Regions from separate parts of the Arachis hypogaea genome. Here region 1 is linked to region 2. The links are chromatin contacts, called in public Hi-C maps. All regions are on one chromosome and are shown on one strand. Each heading gives the region's core, a stretch centred on a gene start, on an enhancer-like site or on the middle of the called end of the contact. The rest is flanking DNA. Distances are from core to core; before and after follow the strand shown.

Region 1 (3,746 bases), core at 885-3,384, 390 kb after region 2:
CTAAGCAACTCCAACCCTTACATATTCTCTTTTCATAGTTTACACGACTTCTGAGTTCTAATTATCCTGTTTATTTCTTCCCTTTTCTCTTATGCAATTAAAAATATCATACCAACATCTCCTACTCTTTCATCTGCTTGACTAAGACCTGCAGGATAAGCATAGCTTACTTCAAACCACAATCCTCGTGGGATCGACCCTAACTCACACAGGTATTACTTGGACGACCCAGTGCACTTGCTGGTACAACAGTACGAAGGTGTGGGGATTCGTGCTACCAGCCTCCCGGGGTTAACGACCAATCCGAAGTCATCGCATCGAGATTCAACCTCGTGAAATGATCTGGCCAGTCATATGGTCGAGAAATGACAGGCTATGTCAAAGCGATCTGTGTGTCATCGTAGTAGTTCATCTCTTCTTCCTTGTCACCATCATCAGGAATTTCAGGTGGTTCTTCATCAACATCATCTCCGTCATTTGGGTTAACTTCATACTCATCCATCGTCGAATCTCTTATAGCAGAACCATCATGACTTTCAACACCATCGTCCATTAAGTCAACATTATGAACTTCAACATTAGACCCCTCCTTACTACCCTCAGGTGGCATATGTAGATCCACCATAGTCTTTCTGATAGTTCGTCTAACAGCTCCACTCAATGGACTATCATCGATAGTATCTACAGATGATCCTTGGCCACCCACCTCAACGAGATACACGAATAATTTCAACAGATGAACATTTGTCCGTCGGTTGTGCGACGACCTTCTAAGCCGTACATCCTCATCATCGCACAAACGGTACCTAATTTAAGACAACAAAAATATTTCTCACAACCATGGTCTGATAAATATAATATTGATAGAGACAATACAATTGTAATATACCTTTTATAAAACAAACTCCCATCTACTTCGGTCGGATATCTGTAGTAAATTTTTTCATCCTTTTTGCCTCTTGATGCCCGACGGAATACACTATCAAATTCTTCAAAGCTGTTAGACTGTCGACTTCCGGTGTCATATAGATAATTATCGGTTGCTCCGATCTAAAAATGATAAAACCTTCTTCGTCATACACTATTTCACCATCGTAATGAATGGATAACAATGAATTTCTTGATATCGTAGAGAAAATGTCTACAGTAAGAGAAAGAAAATGAACAAGGATATTGTGCTTTTCTGATTTACTCTCCAACCGGCATATACGATGAACTTGCCCTTATTACAAAAAAAATCGTATTCTAAAAAATAAAGTTAAAATATTTTGTTTGGAAAAATAAATAAATTTTTATTTTATTTAAGAAAAAATCCAATGTTATGGATAATGGGTAAAATCAATTAAAAACAACAATAGTTAATAATACATGTATTGACAAATAAGATCTACTTAGATATATTAAATAAAAGTAGAAAAATTGAAAATATCAATTTTCAACAAAACATGTATTAAAAATATGAATAAAATAAAAAATATAAAAATTCAAAAAAAAAATAAAAAAGTTACCAAATCAGAAGTCAAAGACTGAATTTTAAAATATAACTATTGATTGATTACATTATTCATTTTCTCAAAAAAAAGTTCTTTTATTTTTAGAAATTCAATAAATATTGAGTTCTCGTTGGTTAGAGAAATTTTTTTTTCATATTTGAATATTTTTATCAACACTTATATTTTTCAAAAATATTTTTATGGTTTCAGAAAATAAATTAAACTTCTGCAATGAAGGTCATTAATAAATTATTCTTACTATCGTCGTGGTCGTCGTCGATCATTTGGTCCTATTCATCTAGGAAATCATTTTTTTTTGTCTAAGTGGATTGGATGGTCCTATTCATTTAGGAAATCATTCATTTTTTTTTGTCTAAGTGGATTGGATAGCTTCCAATCCTAAACATTACACCTATATATTACACACTCACACAATCTACTCACACACTACATGAGAGTACACACAAATAATTCAATATTCTTCCACTAAGATTTGAACCCGGTACAACTCAATGGGAGGCAAATAAAATTGCCATTTGACCCAGGCCTCGACTGCCCACGGAATCATTTTAAAAAACATGCATGATCCTATCTGTTGTTTTTGGTTATATGCATTCATTAAGTGCTCTTAAGACCCTTGAGTTAAAAAAAAAAATGTGAAGGCTTAGGGGTGTAGTAGCTCTAGTGCTACTGTTGTGGGCCTAGTAGGCCTTGGGTGATGTTCAATATTGTTCATCCTACAATATTCGCACTATTCCGAAAATGCCCTTCCATTAGGACCCTGGACTACAATTTCTTTCACGTCTCTGTTCTAAAATGTAAAATCCTTCGTGGTCACCATCTGAAAGACTGAAACTATTATATAACCATTTTAACAACCCCAAAATTGTAAAATTCCTGCCTCGTATTAATATTTTCTTGATCCTAACAGAAAGTGGTGATTGGCTAATTTGGCGTTTGGATTTTTTCCCAGCAATGGCAAAAACTTGCAAGTCGCAAGAAGAAATCGCGAACGATGCGATCAAGAACGCTTTGAAGGCTCTACGGAAGCGGCATTTGCTCGAAGAAGCCGCTCATCGCCCCGCTTTTGAAGCTCTCTCAAGACCCATCGCTTCCCAGGTCCCTCTTCCCCTTTCTCAAATTACTCACTTTAAACAATTTTATTATTAATGCTTATATTAGGGATTCTTGAATTGGTCATAGAGTGAATTGCAATTTCGAATTTCCTATCCCTAGTTATATTTTACATATTGTTCAGTAACAGCTCTGAAAAGTTGTTGACTTTTGATAATTCACAATTATAAGCACAGCATTTGTCTGTTAATTTTGTTGCTTGGATTGTGTCCTGTGTGCGTTTAATTGTTTGAGTGATTTTGTGAAGTTGAATTTGGTTATGTATTTGTTTGTGTGCCTTTTGAAGGGTTCTGAGTGGAAAGAGAAAGCAGAGAGTCTTCAGTTAGAACTTCAGCAATGCTACAAAGCTCAGTCTCGGCTGTCCGAGCAGCTTGTTGTCGAAGTAGCCGAGTCTAGAGCTTTGAAAGCTTCGGTCCAGGTGAAAGAAACTGCAATTGCCGAAATGCAAAAGGAGTTGACCGAAGTGAGGTTGCGCGCGATATTTCTTCCTTGTTTTAACAGCCATTGATACCTTATTTTCTTCTTATAAGTTGTGCTGTTGTAGAAATTGATCACTGCTTAACTTTGCAGGGAAGAGCGCTCTCAATTAAAGTTGGACTTGGAACAAAAGATTAAGGCTCTTGAATTGGTTATGAGTGAGAATTCGGAACTCAAAGCACAACTAGAGCAGATGACTACCAAAGCCAACAAAGCCGAAGCTGAAAATAAGATGTTGATTGATCGTTGGATGTTAGAAAAGATGAAGGATGCTGAACGCCTCAATGAGGTACAATACAATATCTTCCTATTCGTCATATGTACTTTATGGCATTAGATATTCAGTATTGCTGTACACACTCTATGAGGATGAATATGACTTTGGCATGACCTGATACTCAAGATTATACTATGTCATGATGTCACACTGTCAAATTTGTGCTAAATGTCATGTATACATTGCATGTACTTTTTAACTTACTTTCCAATTGCTTGAAATTTGAACCTCTTCCAGTAGTTTATTTTCTTTTAAAGGAGTTAAAATGTATAGAAATCAAATTAATTCTGGTTGCTCTATGATTCTAAGTCCTTGCTTTTTGTCAATTCAGCTAATAATATATTACTGTATGTAGGCTAATGCGC
Region 2 (3,651 bases), core at 874-3,373:
ATGATTTTTAAATCTTTAACACTTATTCCCTGTATCCATTTTAAATACATTTGAGCTTAGTTGATCACTTATTTGGACAAATTTAGGTTACTTGTTAGAGAGTCTAATCCTTGACACCTAAGGCTTGACTCACAAGCTAACTTTATCGAGATATATTGATTTAAGCTGTTTCAATTATTTTAAAGACCCAACTTATTTTCGATATAATTTATGCATCGCATTCATATATAGACGTATAGTATTACATTTTAATATTTATCAAGTCAACTCATGAGCTACTAAGTCATTATTGTCAAAGATGAGCACAAGAAAATCGTCCCATCTGCATTGCTAACTATACATTCGTTAATCAAGCAGCAGAAGTTTAGCCCCCCCAGGAAAAAAGTTGAAAATTCTCAACCCAACGTTTTTTCACTCTTACATGTGGGGAATTAGATGGTATCAAATACATCTTCCATCAACAAAGCATAATTGGTTTTCTAATAGATCATGATAGGGGGAACCAGAAGTTACAAACAAGTATCTTAAAATGCTTTAGAAATCTAGAAGTAACTGAGGCAGAATAAACTCCAAATGAGAAGGTTCTATTTGAGTACTTCCCTCTGCCTCCGCAACTGCAGCAGCCCGCTGAACAGCCTCTGCATAAAAAAATGGCTTTTGTCAACATGATACACACTATATACAGTCATAACAAGCATGATTGTTTCTCTTTAAGTACGGACCTGTGACGAAAACCCGAACGAGTTCACAAGAAAGCTTTAGTGCATTGCCATTGACTGTATCAGAAAACACGGACGCGTGTGTATTTTTCAAAATGTCCAGTTTGCCATAGTAACGTAACTATAGCATGACATGATAATAGAACTTCTACCAACTAAGAATGATATAAATTGCAAATGGGTATCAGTACCAGAAGTTGGCCGACTCTTCTTGGAAGTTCCAGCTCCTGCCTGTAGCAATAAAAGACGCGCAGATTATTGACACATTCCAATAGTAAATAGCTAACATGTTATAGATTGCAGAAGTTACTTTGAAAATGAAGTTATAGGTGAATAGTTCTACATAATCTTACTATCACAAATGTGACAGAACCTAAGTAATATAGAGGGAAAAAACAAAAGGAAATGGAAACACTTGAAGCAAATATGGTCTATTCCTAAGTATATTAAGAAAGGAGCATTACATAGATCTCTCCTGAATTTAGGCGATATAACACAAGAACACAAAACTAATTTTTTTGTCATGCCTAAACTTATATGGGAATTCAGTGTCACATTTTATAAAATATAGTATAGTATACTTGTACAAAAGATAAGGTATTGTGTGTAATATTACCTAATCTAAGAAGAGATCAAGGTAATTTTTACTTAACAATAAATTAACTATGGACTTTCTGAAACCTTATATTTTGTGTTTACTAAACGGATCTCTGATCTATAAGGAAAACTAAGACAAACTTCATTGCAAACCATAGAAATGTCAAAGCCCACAGTTTCACATTATCTAAATTGAAATTCTGGTTATTAAGCTTTGTAGGTTCATGGAAAACATAGAGAAAAAGATTAGCTTAACATTTTCAATTTAGTTTCAAAGAGAATACACAAGATCAAACACGAAATTTGTGCCAGTAACAATTAAACTGTTAATTTTGTTTAGTCTAACCACAAACACAAGTCAACAAAAGGAGAACTCAGAAAATGAAAATAAAGTAAGAAACTGGAGATAATAGAGTTGCTAACCTCAGAATCCAACGCTTCGTTGGCTTCGATTCTTTCACGCTCTGCAAAACGGAAACCATGAACATTGAAGGTAATAATTCCGATAAACCAAAGAATGAAATGAAAGAAGAAGAGAGAGACCAAGGGTTCGCGCGGTCCAAACGCGCTTCAGAATGGCATGTATCAAAGGCTGCAACAAAAAAATGCAAGTAGAAACTAGAAAGTTAGGTCTTAGATGTACAATTGACAGCGATGAGAAACAGGTACTAAACGGGAAACGAAGGATTTTCGGGTTTTACACACTCAAAGGCTGCTTCCCCCATCGCAATGTGATTACAGTAATCAGATTCACTCGTATTGTTGCAGAGTTTGGAGGGATAATATAAAAAATAAAATACCGAATTTCCTGTCAAAATTTTTTAACTTTATCTCAAAAATATTAGTTTTAAAAACAGCTCAAAAACAGGCCCCTATAGCTCAGTGGTAGAGCGTCAGTCTTGTAAACTGAAGGTCTGTAGTTCGATCCTGCATGGCGGCAATTTTTATATTTTCATTTTTAAAATAAATAAAAATAATTTAAAAATTAAGAATAAAAAATATTTAGAAGGTGTTTAAAAAAATATAGTTTTTAAGAACTTATTTGTGTTAGTATTTTTTAGGATTTGTTTTGTCAGCAATATAAACTTTCAGGTACCATTTTAGTAGTTTATTCATATTTATAAATATTATTTACAAAGTAATTATTTATAAACAATGTATAAATTTATTTATTTATTTTTTAATAGTATTTAATTTAAAATAAAGATAAAAATTTATATTCAAAGTATTTTTTATTTTTATGCATAATTTTAGTGATACAAAATATTTTATTTTTTAATTTTATATATTCAATTTATTAAATTATTTTTAATTTTAAATGATATAAGTTACTTTTTTAAGAAAATTAAAATAAAAAAGATAAAGAGACTCCCGAAAAAGGATAATATTAAGTTTCATATTCTTATGTATGAGAATATTATAGTTCATTATATTATATATTATTTTTGCATTACAGAACAAAAAAAATAGAATTCTATATTTTTTTGTTATTTATTTTATTTTATTTTAGTTGTCTAAATTAGTTTATATATTGTCAACTCATTTTTTATTATTTATGCAATATTTTTTCTTTTCTAATAGTTGTCTATTAATAAATGTTGAATAACAATTTTGTTTATTATATTTTAATATATTTATTTTAATTACACTCAATAAATTGCTCACATACAAATTTGTTTTCTTGAACCATTTTTTTATCATATGATTAGAATTGTTTAAACATGAGGCAATGATCCTAAAATTTTTGAAGTAAAAAAAAAAAATACAATAAAATAAACTTAAAACTTAAAATAAAATAGTTTAAAAAATAGAAGATATATGAAAAAAAACAATCAACTAAAATTTATATTGCCCATGAGATAGAAGAAAAAAGAGAAGGAAATAATTATGAAGATTGAAACAATAAAAAATATATAACACAAAGTTTAGATATTTATTGGGTTGTCAAGTTATTTAAAAAATTAATTAATAAATATTTTTATGTTGTCATATTTTCAATGTTATATATCAATTTATTAACCATTAAAAAATAATATTATTCAATATAAAATAGGTTAAAAAATAAAAAAGAAATTAACAAAATATACATGGGATTTTTCATTCTACTATTGGTAGGTACAAATTTTTTGACGCTCTTTATATGTCAATTAAATAATCAGTAATATATGCTAAAATGAATAATATTAAATTAATTATTTTTTGCAATATAATATATTTATTTTAATTTAATTATAAATAAATTTGTATGTATTTAAATCTCAAATTTAGTATTCTACATAATTAATAGTTTAAAAAATTAACATTTTAATGTTTCATCAAATTATTAGTAGGGTAG

Evidence for each region. A called contact is a pair of places that touch in the nucleus more often than the background predicts.
Region 1: a contact with region 2 is called in a Hi-C map of an unstated tissue, with 5 times the contacts expected there. The contact joins the promoter of LOC112804105 here to the promoter of LOC112804079 in region 2. A contact is called at or near these places in 3 of 8 Hi-C or Micro-C datasets (leaf and an unstated tissue).

Annotation. Positions count from the first base shown.
Region 1 is chr1:53,316,511-53,320,256 of arahy.Tifrunner.gnm2.J5K5, forward strand. LOC112804105 (autophagy-related protein 16) reads left to right here and starts at 2,135. Exons shown (of 5, transcript XR_003818642.2): 1 at 2,135-2,612; 2 at 2,914-3,095; 3 at 3,198-3,393; 4 at 3,737-3,746.
Region 2 is chr1:52,927,470-52,931,120 of arahy.Tifrunner.gnm2.J5K5, forward strand. It overlaps LOC112804079 (protein MHF2 homolog), which reads right to left and starts at 2,124. Exons shown (of 6, transcript XM_025847512.2): 1 at 2,018-2,124; 2 at 1,860-1,908; 3 at 1,740-1,780; 4 at 911-950; 5 at 723-776; 6 at 255-638. The coding sequence starts at 2,041. The coding sequence ends at 535. It overlaps TRNAT-UGU (transfer RNA threonine (anticodon UGU)), which reads left to right and starts at 2,185; the gene lies at 2,185-2,256.